Linked DNA regions of Zea mays: region 1 is linked to region 2. The links are chromatin contacts, called in public Hi-C maps. All regions are on one chromosome and are shown on one strand. Each heading gives the region's core, a stretch centred on a gene start, on an enhancer-like site or on the middle of the called end of the contact. The rest is flanking DNA. Distances are from core to core; before and after follow the strand shown. Region 1 holds the start of LOC100381607 (Os12g0638500-like protein). Region 2 holds the start of LOC103651852 (serine/threonine-protein kinase ATM).

What was found. A called contact is a pair of places that touch in the nucleus more often than the background predicts.
Region 1: a Hi-C map of ear shows a contact between it and region 2, with 5 times the contacts expected there. The contact joins the promoter of LOC100381607 here to the promoter of LOC103651852 in region 2. A contact is called at or near these places in 3 of 25 Hi-C or Micro-C datasets (ear, leaf and tassel).

The regions. Positions count from the first base shown.
Region 1 is chr3:30,948,703-30,955,164 of Zm-B73-REFERENCE-NAM-5.0, reverse strand. LOC100381607 (Os12g0638500-like protein) reads right to left here and starts at 3,153. Exons shown (of 1, transcript NM_001320896.1): 1 at 188-3,153. The coding sequence starts at 3,044. The coding sequence ends at 306.
Region 2 is chr3:30,671,221-30,677,569 of Zm-B73-REFERENCE-NAM-5.0, reverse strand. LOC103651852 (serine/threonine-protein kinase ATM) reads left to right here and starts at 4,914. Exons shown (of 77, transcript XM_020550155.1): 1 at 4,914-5,130; 2 at 5,212-5,326; 3 at 5,512-5,655; 4 at 6,222-6,349. The coding sequence starts at 5,053. It also overlaps the pseudogene LOC103651853.

The DNA of each region.
Region 1 (6,462 bases), core at 1,904-4,403, 280 kb before region 2:
TCCAATACCTCTGATAATGGCAATGACATACTATTAACATAACACAAAATCAAGGCAATGACATACTATTAACATAACACAAAATCAAGGCACTAAAAGAAGCTGCGACCTTATTGGCATATATAGTACACGAAGCAGTGACACAATAAGCCCCTACCATTCACAGGAATTCCAAATCGCAGCTGCTGAACTGGGTAAACGATGTAGTTCATCATAAAGTTAGATGCAAAAGCTACAACTAACAGAACCACCAAAGTTGTCTAACTACCAATAGGTTACAGCCATAATCCTTCAGATTGGCAGAGCTAAGGAGCATTCTCAGGCGGCCTAGTAAGCATCCTGTCAACGTTTGCCAAAAGGCCCTGCATCTCCCCCAGAAGCTTATCTGGAACAGGATTCAGCTGCCCATCTGATGAGGTTGCCAGAGCCGAACGACGGGCTGAAATCATATCCTCAAGGTTCTTCCTAATATCTCGGAGTGGAGGCTTTGAAGCAAGAGACGGTGAAGGCACAGTCAACTTGACGGGAGAGAAATCAAGCCTTAGCGTAGCAAACGGAGGCCCAAACTGACCAAGAAGGTACTGACAACCGTTCTTGTACGCCTCCTCGGCTTCAATGCTTTTCCCAAACACAACACAAGCACTGCGGGTAGCTTCTGAAATATCAGTCTGAGACTCGATCAAGTAGCCGTGCTTGCCAAATGTGGAGAGTAGCTCCTCTCTGGAAGGAACAGTGGCACCAGGTACAAATTCCACAATAACGGCTGCCGGATTGCTGAAGTGCTGTGCAGGTTTCTTCTTTTTCGTAGGAGTAAGGTTAGCAGGGTCCAGCCAAGTGCCATTGGTACCTTCACCACAGGAATGATTTGCCACTTCTGCAGGTAGCTTCACTTTCTTGACAGGTTGTCCATTCTTTTGACACTCATCGTTGAGTGTATGATTCACACCGATTATATCTGTTCCATTAGTTTTAACTTTCTTAAGCATTTCTGGCAGGTTAGCTTGCAGAGACGCATAAGATCGCTGGACTGTGCAAACTTCTACATCCCCAGGCTCTTCATTTCCATCTACAGGCTGAGACATGTCTTCACGCATAGGAGAGAGCCCACTGCTGGCAGGCAAATTTGCAGCACTTTGCAGATTTTCATATATGCGAATGTCAGCATCAGGCATTGTTGCTTCCTTTAAAACACTTCTGTCAGACATATCAGCAACACTCTGTACATTCTCATTTATGCGATTATCAGTTTCCAACTCTGTTGGTTCCTTAGAAACAATTCTGTCAGGCACATCTGAAACATCACTTTGCACATTCTTATCCTTGTGTACACTAGTTTCTGGCTCTGTTGCTTCCTTAGAAACACTTCCAATAGGAACATCCACAACAACACTTTGCGCACTCACATCTATGGGATTATTAGATTGCAATTCCATTGCTTCTGTCTGAACACTTCTGATAGACACATCTACAGTAACATTCTGCACATTCGTTTCTGACCTTGTTGCTTCCAAGTTAGCCGCATCATTTTCTTCTGCGGATTGTTCAGGAAACATATTGCCCACAGCCAGAACATTTGCTTGGGCCTCTTCATGTCCTGATTCCACTACTTCAGGATCTGCAGCTGAAATAGGAACTTCCAAAGGTGATGGTTTGCCCTTCTCGTTCTGAACATCTACTTCTATGCCCCTTGGACCACTTCCCGCCTTCATTAGGGTTCTCATATCTTCTTCTTTCACTTGCCTGATAGGAATAGCAGGAGTGATTGGTATACTAGTGCTAATTGTAGCAGCAGAAGAGGTATTCTCTCGCTTCTTCCTCTTGATGGAAGAGCCACCACTCCCAGTTTCATCCTTTTTCCTGCCCCTCTTTGACACACAACTGGCTTGTTTCAGAACAGCATGTGAATCAGAGATTAGACCCACAGCAATGTCCATGTCAACATTTCTAGAGCCATGCATGAGTGGACATTCATGTGCCTTACAAGACTTATAGTCAGCACCGTGAACAAATGTTGTGCTTCTAAACAAACGGAGAAATTCCTCAGCATCCTTTGGAAAATCGTCCCTATGCTTGGGAACCTTCCCTAAGCCTCGCACCAGCAGCAAGACATCTTCCACAACAATGCTGCCTGGCAATGGTGACACGTTGCTGCCATCAGCAGCAGCTTTGGGAACCAATGCCTTTGGCAGATCAGCCTGTTTGATAATCTTGTCAACCACACCCAAGTTAGTGTATGGTGGCGACAGGTACTTACTCCTCTTCCGCACTCGCTTTCCTGAGGTTACATGTTCAGGGCTGCCAATCTTGCCCTCATTCTTGCTTGTATCCAGTTTGTCCATCACTTTGGTGACACAGCGCTTCTTCTGCATGGGTGTCTCCTCCAGCCTCTCCAATGCTTTGTGCTGGTCCTCGGCAAGCCAATCATCAGCATCTATGTCTTCGCCAGCAGGCACATCAAGATCGATCTTGTCCACAAGGTCGTCCAGCGGGCGCCGCAGGTAGTGCTGGGCGCCATGTGGACCCCACCCCTCCCCGACCGCGAAGACCCAGCTCTTGAGCCTGGCGCGGTCCAATAGGCCGACAGAGGAGATGTCCAATGCGGCCTCACGGAGCGCCGCCAGGAACTCGGCGGGCGCCAGGTTGGCGACTCCGGTGACGCTGCTATCCTCTCCGGGCGGCGGGGGCGGGACGCAGGCGCAGGTGAGCTGGAGGCGCAGGGCCGCGACGGCACGCGCCTGGGCCTCCGCGACGGCCCCGAAGAATCCGCGCGCGGTGCTGCCGCAAGCCATCATGTCAGCGTCGGCATCGGCGAAGCGCCGGACTTGCGCAGGAGGGGCGGACGGCGCGCCGGAGGCGGCGGGGTCGCTGAAGTAGGAGACTTGGGCGTCGCGGACGGCGGAGGCGGGGCACGCGGAGAGCATGCGCGCGGGCCACCAGCAGTGCTGGCGGGGCTGGGAGGGCTTCGCCCAGACGAGCTCCCCGGCGGCTAGGGTTTGGGGCGCGGAGGCCGTGTCCGCCTCAGGGGTTAGTGTTTTGCCCTCCATCGCTGCGATGAGGAATGGGGGTGGCGATGGGGCGGCGCGAGTGGCGTGAAGTTCGGTGGGCCGGGGTCGGGGAGATAGGGAACGTGATGGAAGAGAGCGGACCGGATTCGATTGGAAAGTAGGAGCGGAGCGAGCCGCAGCTCCTCGAAAAGCCTAACTGCTCCTGGCGGCGGCGGTGGTGTGACCGTGTGAGCGGCGCGTCCGGACTGAACCGCACTGACATCAATACATGATCGAGTGAGAGCATCTTCATTCAAGATATTAGTTAAATAGCTTATCAAGCTAAATTTTAGTTACTTAATTGTAAAATAGTTCTCCAACAGGCTAGCCATTTAACTCAACAAGATATCCGACTCTCTAAATTGACTCCCTCACTAGCTAAATTTGGCTAGCAAATTTCGCTAGCCAAACTAACTTACATGTTGAAGAGTCTGTTGTAATGAGATGTTATATTTAGATTTAATCTTTATAGAGTGACAAATAAAAAGTCAAATAGAGAGTAAAAAATAAAGAGTCTTTTGAAGATGCTCTGATAAGTGGAAAATAGGCAAGAAGCCTTGGGCACGCATTTGAACTTCAGCTCGGCTTATCACCCGCAGACAGACGGTCAGACTGAAAGAACTAATCAGATCCTAGAAGATATGTTGAGAGCCTGTGCGTTGCAAGACAAGTCAGGATGGGACAAAAGGTTACCTTATGCAGAATTCTCCTACAACAATAGTTACCAGGCCAGCTTGAAGATGTCACTGTTTCAAGCGCTCTATGGACGGAGTTGTAGGACTCCGCTGCATTTAGACCAGCCTGGAGAGAGACAGGTGTTTGGCCCCGACATTTTGCTTGAAGCCGAAGAGAATATCAAAATGGTTCGGGAGAATCTGAAGATAGCACAATCAAATCAGCAAAGCTATGCTGACAGAAGAAGAAGATAACTGAGTTTTGAAGTGGGAGATTACGTCTATTTGAAGGTGTCGCCTATCAGAGGAGTCAGAAGGCTCGGAGTCAAGGGCAAGTTAGCACCCCGGTACGTTGGACCATATCAGATTCAAGCAAAGCGTGGAGAAGTGGCCTACCAGCTCAACCTACCAGAAAGTCTGTCGGTAGTGCACAATATGTTCCACGTGTCGCAATTGAAGAAGTGTCTGTGAGTACCAGAAGAACAGTTGCCAGTGGAGGATTTGGAAGTCCAAGAGGATCTGACATACATAGAGAAGCCAACGCAGATTCTGGAGTTTGCAGACAGAGTCACCCGGAGGAACACCATCAGAATGTGCAAAGTCAGATGGGGTCACCACTCTGAGGAAGAAGCAACCTGGGAACGAGAAGATGATCTGAAAGCCAAATACCCTGAACTCTTTGCTGACCAACCTTGAATCTCGGGGCGAGATTCTTTTAAGGGGGATAGGTTTGTAACACCTGGAATCTAGGGGTATAAAAATCTCTTCTATAATATCCACCAAGTTCAGGTTTTAATAAAAACCCTAAGGGAACAATGGTTGTTGCATCATGTTGGAAGGTATTTATTTTTGTTTGATGAATGGTTTACTTGATCTTTCATTTAATCAAGGATTTTCACATGATGTCAAACTGAAATAATAGGAAAAAGAGAAAGAAAAAGTGAAAGAAAAAGAGAAGGAAATCAGGCCCTCCCCTTCCCTGGCCCATTCGGCCGGCCCACCCCGCCCCTTTCTCCCCCCCTCTTCCCCCCCTCCCCGCTCGGCCCAGCGCCACCTCCTCCCTTCTTGGGCCTGCGCGAGGCGGCCCAGCGCGCGTCCGCCGCTCGGCCCAGCTCCGCGCCAGCGCGCCCGCCTCGCCTTTGCCCCGCGCCGGCCCACGCGAACGCGCGTGGACGCCCAGCGCCCGCCGCCGCCACTGCTCAGCCGGGCCCGCGCGTCAGGGAGCGCTCTCCACTGTACATCTTCCCCGAACGGCTCTGCGCAGTTTTTTCCGCCCACGACGCCTCCAAAACTGAACCGCCCGTGATTCTTGCGTAGTTTCTCGCCCACTACCGCCTCTCCTCGCCTCGACCTCGCTCTCCGCCTCGCCATTGCCGCCGTCGGAGCCGCGCCCCGCCCGGAGCGCCGCCGCCGTCGCCGTGCAGGTCGCCGAACTTGCGTGCGCAGCGCCTCGTTGTGCTTCGCCGAGGTGAGCTCGTCCCCCCTTTCTTCTCTCCACCGCTCTCCTCCTCGCCGCTCGCTCGCCATGGCCGGGGCTCGGTTGAGCCGGCCCAGACGCCCTCGTCCCTCCTCCCATGTCCGTATTCTCCCAGAGCAGGGCGTCGGCGCCTAGCGCTGCGGCAGCCGCGTCCTCCCATTCGCCGGCGAAGCTTCGCCCCTGCGCGCCGCGGCCGAGTAGCTGCGCGCTCGACACGCTCAGCCCCGTCCCCATGCCCCTAACCACCGGCGCGCTGCTAGCACAGCCCAAGCCAGTGAGCCGCCGCGCGTCCAGCACCCAGTGCCCGATCGGCCGTGGGCGCCATGGCTAGCTATGGTGGCCAAACCGCCGAGCCCGACCCCGTCGACGCCCCTGCAACCCGCCCCGACCGTTCGTCCACCGTCGCCGCGCCTCAGGCTCGCTGTTAGCCATGTCGTGCACGTCAAATCGCGCGTGTGCAGCGCCTCGCCGTGCTCTCGAAGCCGCGTCGTGCAATTAGTGCACGCACTCGAGTTCGCTTACGCGCAGTGCGTTGACGGGACTCCGTCCACGCTCGTCTACCGCCCGTCTACCCCTCGTATACCCCCCCCTCTCGTGTGCATTCGTGTCGCTCGCCATCGCCCGCGCATCACGCATTAAATCGTCGCGTGCCGTTCGCGCGCGTTGCGCGTGCCGTTCGCACGCATCATCGTGCGCTTCTGTGCACGTTAATAATTCGCCTCACGTAGAATAGCTCACGCTAATTAAATACATATTTAAACAACGGTTATTCGAGTAGCAAACTAATCGGGACTAAGTAGTAATTTTACTTGGCATACGATTAATGTCTGTCAATATGATTAAGCCGAATTAAATATTATAATTCATATCCGCTTAGTGTAAACATGATATCCCTCGACCGTAACGTCGGTCGTCTCAGTTCCTTTCTCGCGTAGTCGTAGATGCGAATTCTATGTCGCGTGCATATTTATTTGATCTATATTGTTGTATGGTGTATTGTTTCCTCCCGTTTCAAGAATGTTGGATGTATGTTTGCACTCGCGTAGATATCAGGCCGTTCGTGGAGTCTGAGGGAATTGCAGGAGAAGACCCTGAGCAGCAACAGCTTGGTGAAGGCAAGTGTCCTCTGACCCATTATGTCCTATTTACTTTATAATTCACTGTCCCGCATACTATGAACAACCTAAGGATTGACTAGCTTTCTATTTACCTGGTCCTTGATTACCTTTTGTGCTACTATGGTTAGATTCATGCTATTGTTTTACTT
Region 2 (6,349 bases), core at 3,665-6,164:
CTAGAGGGGTGGTGGATAGGTGATGTCTGAAATTCATAACTTAAAAACAATCTTGATCCAAATTAGATGTTAGCAAAAAAATCAAGTCATAGTGAGAGAGAGAAAATAAGTTATTTTCACTTGATTGCTCTTTTAGATGTGGAATTATAACTTAGATCAATATTACAAGTGAAATCAAGAACTTAGAACACGAGAGGAAGAACAAATCGAAAAAGAATAAAGCACACAAGACACGACGATTTTTATTGTGGTTCGACCAAGCCTCAAATAAGTGCCTACTCCACGTTGTGGTGTCCTAAAGGACAAGGGTGGGGCTATTGGATCAAGCTGCAACACAGAAGCAACCAAAATCACATCGTATATTATGAAAATAAGTCACTAGAAACCACATGAATAAAATCATTTTATTATCAAGCAAGTTCACATAGGCTAGCAAATAATACATTGAAGCCAAGCAAATTATTAGGCCATCCTACAAATGTATTTTGAACACGTGACTAGTTTTTGCATCTGCTTGTGGGCTTGTTTGGATGCCAACCTAATGGAACAACGTAAGATAATCAAAAACTCATTTTTCTGTAAAACATAGCAATGTTATTTGTTAATATGACACAATAACACCATACCAAGACAGCAGAGCCACATTTTATATTTGTATATATTTATATTATTTAAAAACCATTTAACAATTATAAGCCTAAGTAAATAAAAAAAGTCATACATGCACCAACCCAAACTCAACATTTTACCACAGAATAAGCATGACATGTGTAGCCTACCATAGACATTTTATAGTAATTGGATCAACGTAACAATAGAAAAGATTTTTTCCTTTACAAGCATATGCCACCATCTATAGCAAAATCTTTCTATTAAAACATGTCATATAATTGGTCTATTGTATAGATAGAAGTTTAACAAAACTTGATTATCCACCATTCTAGCATCTTTCCATGATTTTCTATGATTTATTGAAGTTTTAGTCGATTCCTCGAGGGGGCACTGTTTGGCATTCTCTGTATGAGCCATAAACTCTACAACCAGCCCCCTGCATATCCTATTCTGATTCGCAAGGCAATCTTCCAATGGGGAGCATAGCAGGGCCATTGGCAGCCAACTGTCGGTCGTGGGACCTCGTCTAGTCTCCTTGGTGACAAGCCCTGGCCTTCGCGCACCTGCCGCATGATTAGATCAAAAGTATTAAGAAAACCAAATAATCAAATAACAACAAAATATTATTTCCCCCTCTAATTCTCCAGCCTATTCAACTTGTTTTGTGAAAACAATAGCATCTGACAAAACCCTAAAGATAAGTGAAGTGGATGATTATACTAGTTACCAGACTACAGGTGGGTACAGTATCACCATTGGTCTCACTAAAATTGCAAAGAAACTGGTTTATGTCAATCCAGTGTCACATCTGTTTCTTCAAATATAAAGTATCATGGCATCAAGATCATCACCAGGCCAACCATTGAACGAAGATAGCAACGCACGTCAACAACGGTCACGCCCGCAACGGTGGCCTGGAGGCGGGGCACGGCTGGGTTGGGGAGGCGACGAGTGGGAGGGAGGGGTGGCATGTTTGAAGTAGCATCTAAACTGGGGTATGGAATCATGCTAATAAACAGTGACGAGTAACCAGAAATCCTATGACAATCTACACTTCAAAAAATATAACAGTTTTTGAACTATAGATTTTAACTAACAATTCAATCCTGGCAGGAAGGGTCATAAACTGAGAGAATTAAGCCCAAACAAGTATTAGAAAGTGGCATTGAATAGAAAGTGAAAATATGGAATAACAAGAGATTAACATCACCATATCAACTGCCACATCAAATATCACCTTATGCCTCGTTCTCGAAGGCAGCGACAGAGGTGAGGTGAGGCGGTCGAGGGACGAGCAAGTAGGGCAAGTTGAAGGTGACGACTTGTGGGAGACCGGGGGGGTTTGTGGGCGGGTGGGCGCCGGGAGAGGGAGCACGCGCATAGGACGGAGGAGGGCTTCGCGGAACATTGAACGATTAAGATTGATGGAAAGCAGAACCGTCAGAGGCAGGCTAACCTTGCAGTCTTAACAAATACCGTCTTAATAAATCTCTACAACTATTAAGAGGGGAGTGTATACCGCCCCCGCCGCTACCCAACTCCTCCTGCTACTGTGCGCCCAGCCCCCGCGAAAATCGGCGCAACCGAACGCCCACCGCTGCCGCGAAACCTCGCCGCCTACCAGCCGCCCACCCGCGCCCAACCGAGCACCGGAAACCCCCCCGCCGCAAACCTCGTCGCCTACCAACCGCCCGCACGCCCGTCCGCAAATCCTTCCACGAGTCGCGCCGCAAGCATCGCAATGACACCGAGCATACCCCGCCGCATCTCCAGCGCGACCCGTTACCTGTTCACCGCGCGCCAGCGAAACCTCCGCACGCCCGCGGCCCGCCTGTTCCCCGCGCATCCCGCCGCACGACCTCCGCTACCGCAACGGCCATCCCCGCACGCCCGCCTGTTCACCGCGCATCCCGCCGACCTCCCCTCCGCGCTCGCAAACGCTCTGTTCCCCTCGCCCGCACAAACCGCCACATCCGCATGATCCGTGCACCTCGACTGCTCGCCGCGCACGCGCCATCACCAATCCGCCACCGCCTATCCGTAGCCCCGATCTCTACTATCTACCGCCGCCTTCCTTGGTCGCCTCGCACGGCCTTCCTCGCCGCCCAAGCCCCAACCTCGACGACACGCACGCCCGTCCGCCCACCCCCACCCCGCCGCGGTCCCCAGCGCTATAAGAGCGGTAACCAACTCCATCTCCCTGGTGCCGCGCATTGCTGAGTTCTTGAGGTGCGCTTCGTTGAGGACTTGTTCATTTTTGTTGGTCATGTATTCCATTTTACTGCTCTGCCATTTTGTGGAATAAAGGGAGGAATGTTTTCACTAGAAGAGTTCATCAATCTTATGTTGGTTTCTTGGATCAGTTTTGCTCTATGGCTAAATGGTCGAATTGAGCATGTTCAATTATAAAGTTAGCGAGCGAATAATTGTTCAGCCTCTTCCTAGAACTCATTACCAGTAGAACCAGTTACTAACTGCTTTTCTTTTTCTTGGATTAGAATGGCTGGGGCTATCTCTCACCACGCGCTAGCATTTTCGCAATCCCACTGGTGCAGTGCGAAGAACTCTAGATTCGGAAAGAGGACGGGCAATGCTCGCCTGGTTTATCTAAAAGGAAGATGTGGTTCAGGCAGCAAAAAACTGGGTTTGATGTGGGCCTCGAGCTCGCAGTCTTCTGTCATGGAGCCGAGGCACCTACCATCCGATGGCAACAGCGGCCACACCCCAAAGAAATCAAGTAATTTTAACGACCTCCTATGGTGGTTATTTGTTTTTAATTTGAGAAAACTGTCCATTTGACACATTTAACTTTGGGCTTCTTAGAATTTGGGGGCATATAATAAGATCTGCTAATCTGTTATCTCTGTGTCGTTGTAGGTGAAAGCGCTCTTATATTGATTCGGCATGGTGAATCCCTGTGGAACGAGAAAAATCTGTTTACTGGCTGCGCCGATGTACCCCTGACACCGAAGGGTGTTGAGGAGGCCATTGAGGCAGGTAAAAGGATATGCAATATCCCAATCGATGTGATATATATTTCATCACTGATTCGTGCTCAGATGACTGCAATGCTTGCCATGATGCAGCATCTGCGCAAGAAGGTTTGTGTCTTTCCTTTGAAATTCCAGTAATTTCTTCTAGCATGTGTATTAACTTGCCGGAGAAATCATGCTTTGCTGGTGATATATGTATTTATAGATCCCAGTTATCACGCATAATTAGAGTGAACAAGCTCACAGGTGGAGTCAGATATACAGTGAGGAGACAATGAAACACTCCATTCCTGTCATCACAACTTGGCAATTGAATGAACGAATGTAATACTTTCTCCATACTTTTGATTTGCTAATTACTCCCTCTGTCTCAAAATAGTATTAATTTTAGCTCTTGATTTTTATGTCTATATTCAAATAGATGATGATAAATCTAGATTCTAGACACATATATAAAACATATACATCAAGTATTATATGAATCTATTAATTTACTAAGACCAATTTTAATTTGGGACAAAGGGAGTATACGATTATAATAGTTGTTTGACTGTGCTTCTCTTTAAATATTCCTTGACATTTCTAGGTATGGTGAGCTACAAGGCCTTAATAAGCAAGAAACTGCAGATCGATTTGGCAAAGAACAAGTTCATGAGTGGCGCAACAGTTATGATATTCCTCCGCCAAATGGAGAAAGTCTAGAGAAGTGTGCTGAGAGAGCTGTTGCTTATTTCAAAGATCAGGTACATGTGGCAAGGCCACTTTACACTAATTGGAAGATACACTTTTTACTTGGGTTATTGGTCTTGCTACAGTATTAGTATGCATGCTAAAGGTTATTCTTGAATCGATGAATTCCTCTACTATGGGATGCAGAAATGCATGTGCTTAGTTTTCTTTCTATTGTGCTAGCTCATATCAAATTTATAACCTGAATTTTTTATTTATGTTCGACTCTAAAAAAGCAGTTTTTCTAGCTCGATTTGACATATAGTAATTTTTCCGTAATAGATTGTTCCACAACTTGTGGCTGGAAAACATGTGATGGTTGCTGCACATGGGAATTCACTTCGTTCAATTATAATGCATCTGGACAAATTAACTTCTCAGGAGGTAATTCACCGTCGGTTTTGTCTTTTCATAAAAAAAGACTTGGCTAAACAGAGGGATTATGAAACATTTTTTTATAATAATATAAGACATATTTTATATATAAGTTATCATGTTATTATATGTTTCCGTTACAACGCACGGACACTCATATACTATGTTATTATATTTGGTAGTTTCGTCATGCCTTTTCTCGGTAGTTTCTCCACACGTTCCCAAAAGCCCCCACAAACCCCTCGGGCCTCGTCCCCTCCGCCTCTCGCCGCGCGGCTTCCCTGATGCGCTCGCCCCCCGCCGCGGCCTCCCAGCCGAAACCCTAGCTCCGATTCCCATACCGATGGCGGCCGTGGCCACTGCGCGCGACGTGGAGGAGGTCGTCCAGAAGCTTCAGTCTGATCGGGCCAGAGTCCGCGACGTGAGAACCCCTTTTATCACTCAGAGACAAGCAAGCATTGCTGCCTGCTTCCTTCCCGACCAATTCCTTCTTGCACCGCAGGAGGGGGTGAAGCTGCTGGGGACATGGCTGCAGGGTGACCGCGCTGCGTCCTTCTGCCGCCTCCTCGGCCGCAACACCGTCAGGTTCAAGCCCGGCCACGGGAACCTTACCGGAGGTCAGTTCGTGCATTTCCCATACCCCTCCCACATGCATCTCCCTTACTCCTCTCGCATGCATTTCCCTTGCCCCTCACATCTCCCATCATTGGCTGATGGTTTCATTTACAAGTCACATCTCACATCATTGGCTGATGGTTTCACGTTTTTTGTTATTGATGGCGCTGATGCTATTTGTTTGCAGCCACCACGTGGCCACTCCTCGTCCTGGCGCTCCTCAACTGCGTCAAGGAGGACATCTCGGGTAAGAAGCGTGGCGCCACCAAGAGCGCTGCCGCCCGGATGTTCCGCGTTGCTGTCCAGTGTGCCGAAGATGTCAAGTTATCAGGTTGGCTCTGATTCGGATGACTTTTCGTATTGACCAGTAATCAGTTTGCTGTTGTCTTGTGTGCTATGCTGTGCTGTACTGTGATTGATTGAACTTCAACCAGCCCAACTTTTGATGATAATCTGAGACGTGTGTATCTGAGTACTGCTAGTTGTTAATACATTCTGATATTTATTTTGTTCACATCTGCTTGCTCATGTGAAGTTTCAAATAGCATGTAGCTTTAAATTGTTTTATCATCTAACAGCGTAGTTGATTTTTGCGCAAATTACAAGTGATTTTGACAGTATTGGATCCTGTATAGTATTTGACGGAGTTGCCTTGAGATGTTCCAATGTATATTTTTGCTAACACTGATCCTTGCCTGGTCTTATAATGATGGCAATTTCATAGTCTTCGGCATTTGTTGGGTTTGTGTGATTCAGCACTCTGGTATATATTCTCACTTTCTAGCAACATGTTTCTTTTTTACCCAGATTCCTGATGTGTGCACAATCAATTTTTCAGTTGCTTTGAAGTGGAATATACTCTGCATGACATTACAGAAGTGGTACCTGTCTTTGCAGGGCATTCACTACATTTGCTCTCAGTTGCTAAGCAACTTTTTGTTCATATTTGGGAGGTCATAAAAGATGGCCCTAGCCTTCAGTTAGAGTACAGCATAATCCTTAGACAGCTTCTAAATGTGAAGGAG